4 separate regions of the Zea mays genome follow, and regions 1, 2 and 3 are each linked to region 4. The links are chromatin contacts, called in public Hi-C maps. All regions are on one chromosome and are shown on one strand. The core of a region is the stretch at or near the end of the contact, and the rest is flanking DNA. Distances in the headings are between cores, read along the strand shown.

The links. A called contact is a pair of places that touch in the nucleus more often than the background predicts.
Region 1: a contact with region 4 is called in a Hi-C map of tassel, with 2.4 times the contacts expected there. The contact joins two enhancer-like sites. A contact is called at or near these places in 2 of 25 Hi-C or Micro-C datasets (leaf and tassel).
Region 2: a Hi-C map of ear shows a contact between it and region 4, with 4 times the contacts expected there. The contact joins two enhancer-like sites. A contact is called at or near these places in 2 of 25 Hi-C or Micro-C datasets (bundle sheath and ear).
Region 3: a Hi-C map of leaf mesophyll shows a contact between it and region 4, with 3 times the contacts expected there. The contact joins the promoter of LOC111591128 here to the enhancer-like site in region 4. A contact is called at or near these places in 6 of 25 Hi-C or Micro-C datasets (bundle sheath, endosperm, leaf and 1 more) and 1 of 3 datasets of contacts at active chromatin or transcription factors (leaf).

What each region holds. Positions count from the first base shown.
Region 1 is chr3:51,044,548-51,048,840 of Zm-B73-REFERENCE-NAM-5.0, reverse strand. No RefSeq gene overlaps it. Among protein-coding and RNA genes, the nearest start is that of LOC103650072, 3.6 kb to the right of the region's middle. Within about 2 kb of position 2,715, at least 17 of the 20 cell types and tissues checked have an H3K27ac peak or open chromatin away from gene starts, as enhancers often do. A contact at or near this core is called in leaf and tassel, where this site is marked.
Region 2 is chr3:50,286,974-50,290,982 of Zm-B73-REFERENCE-NAM-5.0, reverse strand. LOC103650063 (a long non-coding RNA gene) reads right to left here. Exons shown (of 2, transcript XR_563876.3): 2 at 2,750-3,549. Among protein-coding and RNA genes, the nearest start is that of LOC103650063, 3.2 kb to the right of the region's middle. Within about 2 kb of position 1,957, at least 10 of the 20 cell types and tissues checked have an H3K27ac peak or open chromatin away from gene starts, as enhancers often do. A contact at or near this core is called in bundle sheath and ear, where this site is marked.
Region 3 is chr3:51,082,032-51,086,287 of Zm-B73-REFERENCE-NAM-5.0, reverse strand. LOC111591128 reads right to left here and starts at 2,696. Exons shown (of 1, transcript XM_023301969.1): 1 at 1,057-2,696. The coding sequence starts at 1,899. The coding sequence ends at 1,126. It overlaps LOC100037796 (protein kinase-like), which reads right to left and starts at 3,606. Exons shown (of 13, transcript NM_001112497.2): 1 at 2,895-3,606; 2 at 2,703-2,765; 3 at 941-1,012; 4 at 735-842; 5 at 514-594; 6 at 369-422; 7 at 157-282; 8 at 1-74. The coding sequence starts at 3,089.
Region 4 is chr3:50,732,279-50,736,441 of Zm-B73-REFERENCE-NAM-5.0, reverse strand. No RefSeq gene overlaps it. Among protein-coding and RNA genes, the nearest start is that of LOC109944812, 53 kb to the left of the region's middle. Within about 2 kb of position 2,686, at least 17 of the 20 cell types and tissues checked have an H3K27ac peak or open chromatin away from gene starts, as enhancers often do. A contact at or near this core is called in bundle sheath, ear, endosperm and 3 more, where this site is marked.

The DNA of each region.
Region 1 (4,293 bases), core at 1,466-3,965, 310 kb before region 4:
TAGAATATCTATAGAAGAGTATCCTATGCTTTCTCTGCTAGGTTGAGTGATACTACTTTGCATTAGAACGAAATGGAGAAAATTTATGAGAGCACATTGGAAATGAACAATGGTAGTATTTCAGACAGCCACAAAAAGCGAAGTAAGTATCTTCGTACAATCATAAATAAACATTGCTTTGTTTCAATTCATTTTAATTCCACATGTTCCCATAATTACATAGCTATGTACTATTCTTTTAGCAAAAAAAGAAAAATAAAATAAAAACTTAATGTGCAGTACATAGTCCATTGATACATGTTTCAACAATTAAACTACATATATGAAAGTAACAAAAAAATTAACTCATTGTCTTGTACCCATTCATGTTTTTACCTATCTTTGTTTTAGAATCATCACTATTTCACATATTCTAAAAACACATGAAATTTTGTTAGACACTGTTCTAATAGAACATAACTTTCTAAGATTTACTTTCCAATGGCTAAAATCTCATTTTAGATGCGAATGGAGAAATGAAAATCCTACAAACTGATGTTATTCCGCATCTCTGGTGTTTTTAGCTTCCACTCTTTTTTCATGAATCGTTTACTCCCTCCTACAGTTTAATTAGCATCAAAGTATTTCTCAGTGCTTTCCATTACTTCCTCCTATAACTTCATCATGTTACACAGTTTTGACATCCATATAATTATACACCTAAATCATCTGAATTCAAGTTCTTATGAAAGCACACCTTGGTTTCTTTTCTTTATATAAAGCTACCCGGTTTATCTTACATCAATCCATTTTTTCCCTATTAATGTCAAGACCGACCTACAAACCTCTCCTGCCTCACTCTTCTTTAAGAACAATATTTTCACATACTTGAAACCAGATATGAAATTCTGTTATACATTAGAGACAATATCCAACAGTTCTTATGCACTAACGTACAGGATAATAACCAGGTTTAGATCACCCTAACCCAAAAGATCTATCATCCCCACCAAAAAAATAATGTTTCAAACATGCTTATTCTCTTTCAACAATATGTATTGTAGTCCTTTCTAACATTGCAGACCATATACACGATGAAAAGTAGCAAGCTTCAGATACAACAATCTGGTTTAACCGAGCCTGAAAGCGACGACGAGTAAATCAACGCCATTTTCATGAAGGTGAGACATTATGTACAAATCTTCTTTCTACACAGCTTCTAATCAATAGAAACTGCACATTATTCTTCACTCTCATTTATAACCTTTGCACAACAATGGATTACCTCGCAAACTCTTTAACAACAACTAATCTTTCCTTCTTTTTCCTGTATAGAAAACTGCCTTGCGTATCTGCGACGAACATTGTCACTTATGAAGCGTGGATGCTTTTATGTACATAACCAGGCTGATGAAACTACTTTAGCTTAATATCTGTTTATGTGATACTCATCTCTGCTTTACTACCTATGACGACCATGTCACTTTTGGAGCGCAAATGCTTTTGTGTGCATAAAACAAAGTTGATGAAACACATGTCACATAAGTATATGTGATTGTTGCAGGGGAGGGTTTGCGTGCGTCAAAACTTATTCAATGTCTTCTCATGTGCTAGTTCTGTCATTTCCCACAAGAAGCCTACCATGTTTTCCTAAAATCGACACGCTCGATTGTTGCACTAATAATGCAACACATGTGGATGTCGTATGCTTTATACTGCGTATTCATCATCGATCAAAGTAACGACCACTCCATGCAGCACAACATATACCAAAATAGTGAACCGTTTTGAGATTATCACATATCGTGTGCTTTATACTGCGGCTCGGCTTGGCTCGCTAGCGCAACGAGCTCAAAATAGTGGCTCGGCTCGGCTCAAAATAGTGGCTCGGTTTGGCTCGCTCGAGGCTCGCGAGCCGAGCCGAGCCGAGCCGCTCCGAGCTCGAGCCGGCTCGCGAGCCTCGAGCTTATTTTCCAGCCCTAACCAAAGCCATACCGTTTTGAGATTTTGTAATAATCCAGTTGTTAACAAATTTATTTTTTCTGAGATAGTATATGGTTGTGTTTTTGTTTCTCCCGTGCCCCGAGATGCCGAGACCTCCGCTCGTAACCATGTCTCTCCTGTGTCGCTGGAAGTCGTGGTTGGGGTGGGGGTGACCGTAGCAGTTCTCTTCCTTCGCACAAGGTTTCCGTCGGGCGCGAGCGACGGCAACGGGCGCGGGTCTTCCGTCGGCCCGCCCGAACCACCGTGGCCTTGAGCCTGCCGACCGGTCAGACAAGGGGAGGGGTTTTTAAAAAGGGCGACGCAGATTGCGTGCATGCAGCGCGTGCGTACAGTGAACGGATAAACAAAGCAGGTCGAGGTGGCGTCGAAGCCGCCTGATTTCGAACGTAAGTTTAAGTAGCGGGGTGGTGGTGGGGCCACCAGCGCTCAACTGGCCACGCATCGCTAATGCTTCCGGCATCTGGAGAGAGAGGGTGTTGAGACTTGGGGTGTTGCCACGCCCACGAGCGTACTTTTGCTCCTAATCCTAAACCAGGAGTCCTAATCCATTTGATGTGATTTGATTATATTATACAGTTGATTGATGAGGCCCACCGGCACTGCACGTCGAGGTGGGGGGCCTTTTGCTGCCCCGCGAGGCAAGGAAAGCTACGTGGAAACTAAAGCTGCACACGTCGGACCAATGCAGGCTGGCCCCGGCCCCGGCGTCGTCCTGGCCGCTGGCGACACTGCACAGCCGTGCACCGGCACTGTGGACGCAGGGTGGATGCGGTGAACCGTGCCCGCACTCCTCACACTGGCGTCGTATTTATTACGCCCTCCATCGGTCGGTCCTGTTATTATAAAAAAAAAAGAGACGAGAGATAATTTTTAAGGCAAATTTGTGACAAGGCAAAACGACCTAGGTATCCTGCTAACGAGCAGTGTCAAATAGTGCTGCGTACTGCAGATCGATACAGTACGTAGGTGCTGAACAGTGTTAGGAGATTTTTCCCTCTCTCTGTGATAAATTGTGGATCCTGCAAGATCTTACTTTTTTTCATGAATGGGATGGAAAGTGAGGATTTTTCAAACTTCAGCATTACATGTACAGTTGATTAGTTGAAAGGACGACCTGCAGGACATACATACATATGCCGTTTCAACTAGGTTTCGTAATTAAATGCCCTATATTCATTTTACCCGGTGGAGAAGGGCCGTGAATGATGCAGACAGCAACGCTATAGGTTAATTATTACGTTATAAGAGGATATTTCCTAAAAAAATTACTCCGTAGTCTCTGATTTAGCAAGTTACTAAATATATATTGGAAACAAAAAAATAATAATCTTAGCCTCCAACGGTTTCTGGTTTTTACGTTGTTAAATATATACCTTTATATAATTCACTAGTTTAAATTTTGAAAAAAACTCATCCAACTAAATCGCCCCCACACTTATATCCTTCGCTAAATCCATCAAACAACAAATTGAACAAGACTTAACATATCATCAAAATCAACGATTCAGATAACTCTGTCTCTCCTACTCACTCAAATCCAACAAATAATCTTATTTGGATCATCCCTCAACCCTCCCCTCCCTCCCAACCCCGCGCGACCCTGCCTCCCTCCTCTCTCCGATCCCCCGCATGGCCACATCCCCCTCATTCGCGTCGTCGCCATCGCCGACAACCCCTCCTCTCGTGCCACCGACACCACCGTTGACCCATCTCCTCTCTGGAATTGTAGCGTTAGCATGAACTATATGCTAATATTTTTAAATTATGGTAGCCTGTTTTTTCTAGTTATAACTTGTAGCTTTAAATTTTGTTTTATTTATACAATCATTCTGTATGAATCACGATTTTCTCAAAAAATTTTGGATTGGTCATCTTTAGACTTGTCAAACGAGGATGATAAAATTATCCTTTCCGCAACTCAAATCATTCAAAGTGCATCACTTTCATACATGCATGAACTCGATAGCAGATAACTGATTTCATAGTGTGATTGACACACAAAATGGACTATTAGGAGTGTGAAACAGCTCTCTCTAAGTCTAGGACTAAATAGGAATATTTAATAAGTCGATATATTTGAGGACCTCATTTAAGGAACCATTGGAGGATGTTTTTTTTTAAAATACACTAAATTAAGTTTAGGCGTCGTTTGGATCCTTGGAATTGAATTCCATTATAATAATAATATTTAGGCACATACTAATCAAACTAATATGATTTTATACAAAATATATTTATATACTATTATTAGTAAGATGTCGGAGATATTTATGTGCTATATTTTTACTATACAAGAGTGAGTTAAAGAGT
Region 2 (4,009 bases), core at 708-3,207, 440 kb after region 4:
GCTAAGGCCTAATATGCAGTTCTTATTATGTACACTAGATCATGTAAAATAAGAGATTTATTATTTATACTATGGATTATACTGATTGCAGAGTAAAGTTTAAAATATAGAATAAAATAAGGTAGTTGTTGAAGGCAGTCTAAGGCCTAATGTGCAGTTCTTATTATGTACACTCTAAGGGCATGTTTGATTCCATAATGCTAAAGTTTAGCACTACATCTTTAGTAAACTTTAGCTCTTGTAAATCCAAACATGAGTGCTAAAATATACTAGAAGATATTAAAAGTAAAATGCTAAAGTTTAACATACATTAGCACTTTATCTCTTTAAGTGATGCTAAAGTTTAGCACAATGAAACTAAACATGCCCTAGTACTGTCTATCAAAAAATTAAACTACATTATTTATGTTAATTATGATCCTATCTTGGCTCTCTAAAAACTATAGGATTTTTATTAATTATGATCCTACTTAGGTTCAAGAAAGATAGTAATTACTAATTAGCTACTCATAATTATTTTCTTGAATCCAAATACATGTTGCTAATAGTTTAACTGATTGTTAGCAATATTTTTCTAGTAGCTAATAATAGTACTATTTTACTAGTCGAGTGAAATTTGTTAAGGACTAGTTTGGGAACCTCATTTATCCAAGTCCTCTTGAAAAATAGAAATTCCTTAAGAAAATGAAGTTCCTAAACTAGTCCTAATAGGGGTAATAGTAGTTACATAGTAGTTATGACATATTAGCTAGTAGTTAACTATTAGTAGTAGCCATGATCTAAGAGCCTGTTTAGGTGCTAAAACAAACATTAATAAAGTTCAATCACATTCCAAGCTAGTTAAAAGTGACTAAAATAATAAAAATATGTCATTTTAGTCACTTTGGCTGAACTTGTTTGGATCCAAAGAGCCTCCAAGTATCTTAACTTTAAGTAGATTTACTATAAACAAAAATATTATTATAATAATTATACTTAATATCATAAATGTTAGTAAATTTTTTATAATTTTACTCTAAATGAAGTCATTCTTAATAGGAGTTTCATAAGAGTTTTATTTTTATTAATAATACGTCACGTAAACAAATAAGATAACACAATATACAATTTAATAAAGAAAAATACGAGATTTAGTGTTTTTTGAGATGGTAGCTTTGGAAACAGTGTTTTCCTCTTCCCATTGAGAACGCCCTTTCGCACGGAACATGTCAGTACGACTTTGGACAAAATTCAAATTATCACCACTTCTAGAAAACGTGAATGCCATCTTTTTTTTTTGTTTTCTACATATATCACTTCTATAAAGGAGATTGCTGATAATTCGGTATGAATTATAAATTATAGAACTCCTAGGCCCTACAACATTTTTTTACTAGAGAAATTTTATTATCAAAAAATAAAAATAAACTGGATTATATGAAATTCTTGCATTTTTCTGACAAAAGATTCAGTGTAAATTCCCGTGGATCATAAAAATCTAGGAAGAAATTCTTACTTGTAAAATAAAGAGTCTAGGCAAAAATGAGAAGCCACTTCGATGAAAGAGACGTGAACTAAGCAAAAACAAAAACAAAAACTCTCTGTTCTCTAAACTGCAAATTCTAAGACGTTGAGTATATGTACAAATTCTTACATGTTTGGTTTGCTACCGACCAGACCTAGTCAAATATCAGAGATCCCACACGTTCGATTTTGATCGCCGCCGGGCTGAGTGCAGGCCTCGTATCAAAACTAAGGTCCTGTTTAACTAAGATGCTGTTTGAAAGTCTAGTGATATATTTGGAACCACCTCAATTTTCAAAAAACAGTTTCTTATAAACTGATCCAAACAGGCCCTAACCGGCTAAGCCTATATACAAAAATAAAACATCCTAAAGCAATGGTAAGTTCTTTGGTGAGCAATAAGTTCCGACTACTAAAGAATCTTGGTGGATTTGAACCACCATCCATCCGGGACAGCACGCCTAGGCTAGCAGTCAAACGGATGACCTCACCGTGTTGAGGAAAGATCCACACCTCAACGAGCAGACGCAGCTACATTTAAATAACCATAAAATACCTTTAAAAAGTACACATATATCAATTGAATATTCGTGTTCACAACCAAACCTTCTGTGAATAGACCCATTCAAAAGAACGGATATCGCTGAAAAATATTGAGCAAATTAAGAAAAATTTTAACTTGCGAGATTTAATCACTGAATTCCGGTGGATTGATGAAAACAAGACAAACAAAATGCAGTCAATTCCGGTGGATTTTAACTTGCTTTTAGAGCCTGTTTGGTTTGATGACTAACTTACTACACTTTGCTTAACTTTTCTGACTAAGATTAGTTTTTCAGTTCAAACGACTAACCTTAGGTAAAGTATGACCACGAACCAAACAGCCCCTTAATCACCCAATTTTAGGCCCTAGATTAAAAGCACGGCACCCTTGAGACTTAAACAAAATGCAGTCAATTAGAATGAAAAACAATTTAAATATTCCCAATTACGTTTAATATAATGGTATAAAGTCACGGCTTATAATTCTGTACCATGTTCTTTGTTAAATTATATAATCCCGCTGGGCACAATTCCGAGTATATGAACGAAACCAATTTTAAATATATTCTAGTTAATATTCTGATGTATATATGTGATAAACTCACATGCTTATGAATTTCTATGACGCAAAAAAAATTAATCCCAAAACTATTATATATGAACTTGACAGGCAATAAGACCATCAGCTTACCTATATTCAAACTGCACACTATAAATAATACGATCTACAATATAAAAAAGTACAGTAGTTCACCCATATATGATCACTACAAATACAATGTAAAAAGGTACAATGTACACCCATATATGGTCACTACAAACACCTTTTGGACTATTTTTGTAGTGTAGATTATATTATTCATAGGTCACTATGAACACCTTTTGCACTATTTTGTAGTGTAGATTATAGTTTAAATATGGGAAAGAGTAAGCTACTGATGGTCTAATTCTCAACCCACCGGTATCAGCTTACCCATCGCCTTTACTGCAATCAATTCCCACACCACCATGGATTTGAAACCCTTTTGGAAACTTCATTTTCCCAAAAAAAAAAATGAACTAATTTTCCTTAGGAAACCTTGGAAGAATAAGTTCCCAAACTAGCCCTAATCAAATTGAAAATAGAAAATGGAACTTCGCAAAAAAAAAGCAACATGAAATTGATCTCCAGGGGAACTCATGCTCTCGTGCCCCTAGCTAAATGGATGAATTGAACTGCCAATAAATAAATTGTCGAACTGTATGTACAGTACCGTCAAAAAGCAGTAAGTATAAGTAAACCTGGGCGGTACGTTCTCAAACAGTCAACAGGGCAAAGTAACCAATCAGGCCGTCCAACGGGAGCAAAATCAGTTCCATCAGCATCACCATTATAACCAATGAGTTCCACACATCTCCACACAGCCACGATCCAAGCACACCATAACGGATCAGTTCCCCATCAGCGTAGCCACGATTGAAGCGCGCCATAATTTCGGTTGATGAATAGTGGAATCCATCATACTGCAGTTTTACACACGTCCGCCAATTGCTATGGTTCAAACATGCTAACAGACTTACAAGAAACAAGTATCCCTATTGACAAAACATGATAAATACAAATGAAAAATGCTTAGACGCAGATACATATGGATATCTCCAACATTAGTCCCAAAGCAATTAGTCCAGACTGAATTGTAGAAAATGTAAACAATTATCTAACATTAAGTCTGAAAGCAATTAAACGAGACTGAATATTACAAAAATATAATATAGAATATAGAATGAAATAAAAAAGCAGTGACCTTTTCAAAATAGGAGATTCACGGGTAGCTGCGACCTAAATATAATATAGAATATAGAATATAGAACAGCGTGTAAATTTGTGTAGCTGCGACCTAAATTTTTGCACGCTTCAGACTCATGGAGCGATTAGTAACTCTCAGTTCATTGGAGTTCTCAATTATTATTACAAGACTGAAAA
Region 3 (4,256 bases), core at 1,447-3,946, 350 kb before region 4:
TGGAGGATCCTCTTGAGAAGGTCCTGCGCGGCAGGCGAAAGCCACTTGGGGATCTGACAGTCTCCCTTGAAAATCTGTAACACCCACAGAGCAATCTCAGAGCTTGTGTAGATTTGCTAAAATTCCAGAGCTTGCTTTGTACTGATATATGCCAACCTTCTGATAAAGAACGACGAGGTTCCTGTCGTCGAAGGGAAGGCAGCCAACAAGCATCACGTAGAGGATCACCCCACACGACCAGAGATCTGACAAGGAGCCGTCATAGCCTCTGTTTTGCAGAACCTGGCATGAATTTAGCACAGAATCAGCACAGCCGAGAGGAGAGAAACTGATGAAATGAAACTGCTTGCTGCCGGTTCTTTAAATACCTCAGGAGCTATGTAGTTGGGGCTGCCACATGTTGTGTGCAGAAGTCCGTCACTCTGAAAGGTGTGAAGCGCATGTCGTTTGGTAAATTATGCATACATACAGAGGAATCATCGCATACAGAGCAACCAAACCATGCCATCGTACCCCGAGATGTTGAGGTAGAGCGCTGAGGCCGAAGTCAGAGATCTTGATGGTGCCCTTCCGATCAACAAGGACATTCTCTGGCTGTAACAGACAGAAGAATAAAAGAAGCAAACTGCTGTCACGGACAGAAGAATCAAGCAAAGCCCTAGTTGAGTTTGAGTTCCACGCTGACAAGTATATATGAATGCAAGAGAAGCAACTGAACTGACGGTGAAGGCTACCTTGAGGTCTCGGTGGTAGACACCTCTGTCATGGCAATAGCTGACGCCGTCGATTAGCTGCTGGAAGAGCCTCCTGCCCTCGTGTTCGGACAGTTTCCCCTTGATAGCCTTTTGTGTGTAAAACAGCGCGTTAGAAAACAGGAGCGTTAGAAAGATGAATTTTTACGTGCAAACAAACAGCGCGTTTTGACGACGTGTGGGCTTACGATCTTGTCGAAGAGCTCGCCGCCGTTGACAAACTCAAGCACCATGTAGATCTTCGTTTTACTGGCAGCAACCTGCAGAGAAAAAGGTTGGTCTCAATATCAGTCACCCACACCTCTTTTTTTTTTTTTTTTTTTGCTTCCAGTTGCAAACAAACACGATTCCTATTTACTGTTATTTTCAGCAACTAGGGCCTGAATGAGATACGGGTACAACAGTAATCTTTCCCTGCATCCTTTTTCTTTCCCCGGCCCTCGTCACAATTATTACCCTGCATGCTCAAGGCTTCTTTGGTGGTGGTGGTGGTACTAGGCGTACTCGATGCCAAAGGCTTCTTTAGGTAGGTGCACCAAATCATCAAAAAAAAAAAAAACCCAAACTGCTCGGCGGGTCTCGTCTCTGTGCTCCGGCCTCCGGAACGGCGATTGCTGCTGCTCAGCTTGGGAGCACAGAGACCACCGGTCACACCAAGGCGCACAGAGTTGGTGGCCGCGGCCAGCGGCCCGGGGGGGAGGATAGAGGAGCAGCCAAGGGGGCCCCGCGGAACACGTGTGCGGGGCCCGTGCGACAAGTGTTGCGTCGCGGGCAGGCCCACGCGGTGTGGGGTGACTTGGTGCACCCAGCTCACGACGATGCATGCATAATACTCCAGCAGTACCTGCCTGGCCAGATGTACCGGGACCGTGTGAGGCCGACGTGGCGGGGCCACCAGGAAGCCGGCCACATGGCTCGACGGGTAGCCCAAGAGGCATGCGTACCGCGCGCGGTGGGCCCGCCCCCTTCGTGTGCCGTGTTGCTCTACTGTGCCGAAACGGGAACCGTCCCGGCCGGTGGTCGGTTTCATTTGTACAAGTGGAGACGAGACGGTCACGGACCTGACGCTCCGGATGGGATCGCTTTCGTATCCGGCACACTGCGACTGTGTGAAACTGTGGCCTGAGATGTCTCGCTTGGAATGCATGTGGTTTTCGTCACAGAATCAAAGGACATGACTTTTTTTTCCTTGTTATTATTACTACAAGCAATTTCACAAAAAACCTGGCGAAAAATCGTATCGTTTTCTCGCGATTTTTTTTCCTGAGCGTAATTCCAGGAGCCCGTGAGCCTTCTTCCTTCCTTTTTTTTTCCCCCTTTGGCTTTGGAACCCCGAGAGGCGAAGAGCCCGTGAACTATAGACTCTCGAGTCTCGACAGGCCTCTCTCTCTACTTGCAGGTGCATGTGGCGTGGCGAGGCGAAACCGCTTTATGCCCAGGACAGGGGCTCATATTCCGGTAGCGGCCGGAGTAAAAACTCCGGCGGAGATGCCGTGCGGCGTGGATCGAAGGACCGGACGTCAGCCAAAGCTCCCGCCGGTGTTTTCCGCGTGAACAGCGTTGAGAAGCAAGCGACGAGAGCTAGCAGAGAGAAAAGAGATCCTTTGTTTTGTGTTTGTGTGTGTGTGTGACGAAAGAGTCTCATCCCGGCCGCGCAAGCAAAAACCGCTAATCCTTTGGTTCCAAGTAAAAGCCAGATGGTCCGTTACTTGCAGGACAGTACAACTGGACAGCTAGCCTAATAATCCCTTACGGAGCACAGCAAGTTCATTTTCTAGCGTCATGGAATGGAAGTATACGGGATCGGATCCTATCTTACCAGTCCAGCAGACAAGGGGAATTGGTCCAGCTGGAGCTGGAAGGAGCGAGGAGGAGAAGGATCCAATCCAAGAAGAAATGAAGGAACGATACGAAAGGGGAGGTTTGAAGCAAGTTCGGTGTGCCACGCACCTCGTGCAAGCGGACGACATTCGGGTGCTTGAGCAGCTTGAGCGTCCCGATCTCCCTCCTGATCTGCAAACAGCGCCAGCGCAAAGCGAAATGGACGAAGAAGCCGCCGTCAGCATGCTCGGCGGACCGGACCGGACTGGAATCTGAAACGGCTAGCGCGCGGCGGCGAAACACGTGTGTGGCATGCCCAACCTGGTCGTCGATGCGGAGGGAGAGGATCTTGCTGCGGTCGAGGATCTTGATGGCGAAGTGGCCGCCGCTGGCGATGTGGCGCGCGTACTTCACCTTGCCGAAGTTGCCCTCGCCGAGGGTCCGCCCGATCTCATACCTCCCCAGCAGCGACGCCCGCGTGCACTCCGCGTCCGCCCGCCGCTCGCCGTTCACCATTCACAAACGCGCGGCCGAGAGGGCTCGCTCGTGTGTGACCGGACACGGCCCCGCCTTGCTCCGTCGATCCCTCTTTCTCTCTGTCTGTCTGTCTTCGCAGCTCTGGAATGGATGAGGCAGCAAGGGAGGGAGGTGGAAGGAGAGGGTGGAAGGGGGCGGGGTACTTATAGCTCCTGCCTGCTCTTCTTCTAGCCTCATCACAGTCGTCTACTCGTCTACCCTTCTCCTCTTCCCTTGTCTCTTGTGTGGCAGGCAGCCCTGCCCTTTCGCTTGCTTGCTTGCTTGCGCTCCGTCGCCTCAGCCTCAGATTCCGTGAGATGTAACCCGGATGGGCAACTGGTAAACGCACACGCAAAAGCCTCTGCTCTGTCCACGATTATATTACTATTAAACAAAACAAATGGGACAAATCCACGCGGCCTTGCTGCTGCTACGTCCACCAGGCCTCCGCGTAGCAGCCAGGTCAATGAACGCTCCCCTCAGTTTGATCCTCTTAGCTAGCTCTATGTTCATTGCTGATAACGCGAATCAAATTCACCAGTTCCGCTAGGCAGTCAGAGAGAAATAGCGAGATTGCTTGGCCGAGTGGCTATAAACTCTTGACACAGATATACATACTAGTCGGTTGCCCGTACTGTCCGTAAACTATCCACCAAACAGATCTTAAATTTTTTTATTGATTGTCTTCACTCTTCGCATAATATTTTTTTTATTTGACTAACTGATATTGTTGTTTACTCCATGTCTCCATCTAATATGTCTCGGTACAACACGGCTAATGAAGAGAGCGATTAGAAAAGAGTTCACAACGACTGACTGAACGAACAGAAAATATAGAATGGCATAATTTCACCATATATAGACCAAATAAGATGAAATTTGTGAGCTCAAGTTTCTAAGTCACATGAACTCAAACTTATAAAAAAGATAGATTAAAATATTGAGTGGTTGCTAAAGTCGGGCATCAATAAAAATTGGATGCGCTCTATACAAATTATGGTACTTCGTAGCAATTAGTAACGTTTAAAACAAACAAATAACCTTCCCTTTTATTGTTAGTGTGACAAATCATTGCTGCTCCAACCAATTCAGCAACCTCAAACACCATGGAGTCTATTGTGTCAATATGGTCTTAGAAACGACCTAATGCATGCAAGAGCCAAGAAC
Region 4 (4,163 bases), core at 1,437-3,936:
AGTGCTGGGAGCAGATGGTGGATAGGTGGTGCTCGCCTGAGTGGGACAAGGAACACAATGCTAGTCGAGAACAGCGTCTGATGATGCAAGGTCCCTCCCACCACCAAGGCAGCCACAGTCTCGGCAAATATGCAGAAGCATGGGTATGCCCTCTTTTTCATTTAGGTATATAACACTGGATTATATATTAATTCTAACTATCTCGTTGGTTTTCTTGCAGTCGGTGTCACATGGTGGCCAGCCTTGCTCCATCTTCTTGGCTTATGCTATGGCCCACAAGGGCAAGACGACGTCCGACGTCACCTACAACCCGGATGATGGACCCGAGGCGTATAGCAACCCCGCTGTCTACATCTGCCTTCATGAGTACACTGCCATGGCACAGGAGGTCCATGGGCCAGATTACGATCCGAGGACCAAGGACATCGACGGAGATGTCCTCATGAGGGTCAGAGGAGGCAAGAGGCAATCGACTCATCGTCCACTCCCACTCTATCTCAGGTGCGAGCAAGGAGCATGAGCTCAAGCCCAGCCATACAACCTCGGTAGGACAACTCACATCATCAGATACAATAATTCTAGGTTAGTGCTTATGTAACTCGTCGTTCCTTGAGTTATATACTTTCTCTTTGAGTTATTATAACATTGGGTTGGAATATTATAGGCCCAGCTAGAAGAGAGGAGGGAACGACAGGAGATGGAGGCAAGGATGATGGAGGAGCAGGAGACATGCTTGGCAGATCAGCAGAGTATGGCGGAGATGTTCCAGTACATGTAGAGCCTTGGCGCCGCACAGGGTTTTGATCCACCACCTCTATTGTTTCCTCCAGTTGACCCTGCTCAGTTCCATACTCATGTGAGTATCAAAATTCTAGTCCTGCATGATATATATTTAACTGGTATAACACATGCAATCTCTTCTCTGTGCAAGGACAATCTAGGGTGGCATCCAACAACCCTTTTGGATCGCCCAGCCCATCGCCGCACCAGTCCAGCCGGCCACTGCGCTAATCATCTTCTCTTAGCTTGTGTGATAAACTTGTGAACTTATGTTTGTGAAAAACTTATGTTTTAGAGTTGTGTGATACTTATGTTGATGAATCTTGGTATGAACATAGACATGTTTGTGAAAACCTTGTGAGATATGTTTTTTTGTGAAATATGTGGTCTCTATTATGTATGTGATATCTATGATGTATATGTGATATATATTTTGTTTGTTTGGATGGAATAGCAAAAACAAATAAAAAGAGGTGTATTGGTCGCTTTGCTGAGTGTAACACTCGACAAAGAGGTACTTTGCCGAGTGTCTGGGTCATAGCACTCGTCAAAGAAGGCATACCTGGGCACCGGTACAACATCTTTGCCGAGTGCGAAGACCACAACACTCAGCAAAGAAGCAACTTTTGCCGAGTTCCTTCTAATGCTCTCGGCAAAGGAACTGACAAAGGGGCCTGGTGGCGATCTCATTATCGAGTGCTAGTCCGGCGGACACTCGGCAAAGAGGAAAACTCTTTGCTGAGTGTTACCTAATACGCTCGGCAAAGGGATACTCTTTGCCGAGTGTCAGTATAGTGTACGCTCGGCAAAGGTTTTGTTGCCGTTATCGGTCGCCGTCACAGCGACTTTTCTTTGCCGAGTACAGAGTGACTTTGCCGAGTGTCCGATAAAAAGTACCCGGTAAAGAAGTCGTTGCCGATGTATAGTTCGCTGAGCTTCACACTCGGCAAAGTTTTCGCTGAGTGTTTTTTAGGCTTTAGACACTCGGCAAAGTTGTTTTCGGTAGTGTATCTATATATATCGATGCATATATATGCTTATAGACCTTACTGTTGTTACCGTATATTTATAGCTTTGCAAAGCCGTATCTATCAAGAGTAAACAATAGCATTATCTTCAATTTATTGCAGGTCGGCTGATATCCTAGTAAATATAAAATGATGTCTGATAAGACATTTTTTGAGCACGCTAGCTGTACTGACTTTCAATATCAACTCTTTATTACCGATATGGCTAGTCACACGGAAGAGGCTACTCACAATGCCTGTTGATAGACTAGTGGAGTGTAACAAAGATATGGATGGGAGACTTTACAAATAGGCTATGCATAGCCAACACATGCACGTGTCTTCGAAAGATTTCATTGGTTTTTTTGTTTGAGTGTCACGTCTATGTAATTTCTTTTCTGTGACTATTCGACAAAAGCTCTTTTGTTTTTTTAATCATGCTGACATAATTGATTATCTTAGAGCATCTCGAACAAACTACATAAATTTGAGTAAAAAAAAAGAAAGAAAAAAAAACTCGAACACACGAAATCTATTGGCGGCCTCCCAAACCCCCTTTCCCCCGCTATTTAATTTGAATAGTACTGGTGGTGGTCCACGTGTCCTTGTGAACAAACATTATATGCATTATGAAGGAAGGATTCACCTTGGTAAAACGTAGATTGTGATTCTTTTTCTCGGTTAATTATTTGTAGCAGAATTTGCTTTTCTGTGAACCATCTTGCTCCGTGTAGGAGGGAGGAAGTGGCGTGAATTATCTTTTTCGATGGAACTGTGGGTTACTACGTAAATTTTGGGCCGTAAAATGGGCCGGGAAAGAGACTGGCCGCAGAGCCGAGGCCGACAGACAGGGCCCAAGTGTATCTGTGTATGTGTCTCCAGCGGGCCGTATTCATTCTTGGGCAGATGCCGTGCTTTCCGTCCACTCCATCGAGCCTCGTCCCAACTATAGCGTCTACACGCTCCGACACCAGGAAGTCTCTCAGCGTCTGTCGGCCCAGCGTGCGCACGTCCGGCCCAGAATGGCTTTGTAACAAGTGAGCGCATGCGCGTGCGTTAAAAGGACAATTGCCGAGGCTGGCATGGCCTGGCATACTCCGGATCCTCTTCTCCAAATTCGATTCAGGGTATATTGACTTTATCTAAACATTTATTTGATTGTCTGTATATCTTGAACATGAGCTGCATGAGTGGATGCAAAATAAATTATTTTGAGGTCTTTTGGTTGTATCCACTCATACGCCAAAAATACTCGTTTTCGGTCAGTCTAGATCGGGCGAGCGTGGGTGCGCTCGTCCAGATAACCAATCAGCCCGAACACACAAACACCCCCCACCCATTTCTTCTCTATACAAAATAATCGATGCTGGATGGACTATACGGTCTGATTGGTTGATGTACTAGGCTAGCCTGAGCCGAGCCAGGATAAACAACACCGAGTTAAACTTATACAAGACACACTTGTTTGGTTGTTAATTTACATGAACTCATGCAGACTAATTATAGACTTTATTTGATTGCTTGTACTGAGTGTATTAGACAAGAGTCCATAAATAAATTTTCAAATATTATATAGTATAAATTTAAAAACATAAATATAAAATTAGTTTGGTGATTAAATCTCTTAATTAATAGTTATTAATGAAAAAACAAACCAAAATAGCATTTCATGTACCGGCGTGCCTGCATGCGGCTGGCATGTATGTGTTAAGTAACCCTAGTTAGGGTTATGTGGGCAAATAACTGTTTTGCCCTCTAGGGGTCTCACATCTTTATATAAGGAACCTGTACCCCCCTAATAATACAGAGAAGAGAAAGAGGACAGAGGCCCAACCCTATATCATGTGTCTCGTGTGTTACTCTGTCGTGCTTCTGAAAAGGGGGACGGGTTCTCTACAGCTTCTCGCGCCTCTACTGCTGACGGGAGGGAAGGGAGCGGATCTGGTGATCTGTGGTAACGTAGTTCTCAACACGTTATCAGCACGCTCTACCTCGACGTTGCTGCGGGATTGGATCTGTATCAACTCTCCGTCAATCCGGTAGGTCTCCGGCCTAGCCGAACTGTCGTACATAACAGGCTTCGATTCCTCTACACAATCGAATGGCATGTCCTTCTAATTACATTGGATCTGCTTGTTCGTTGGAGAAGAACCTGCAATTGCAGTGCTGGTATGCGATCCGTGATTAGAGCCGAGTGCATGCGGTAGTTGGGCGCAAGTGTTGTTGTTTTTCACGGATTAAAAAGTGAAATAAAAGTATGCATGCGATGGTTAGAGATTTTAATTAAGTGGCTTGGAACGAGTGGGCCTTAGCGGCTTAGCCGTATGCTCCCTTAGTTGTTGTGTGCATGACTACAGCCTGCATGCAATCTTATTA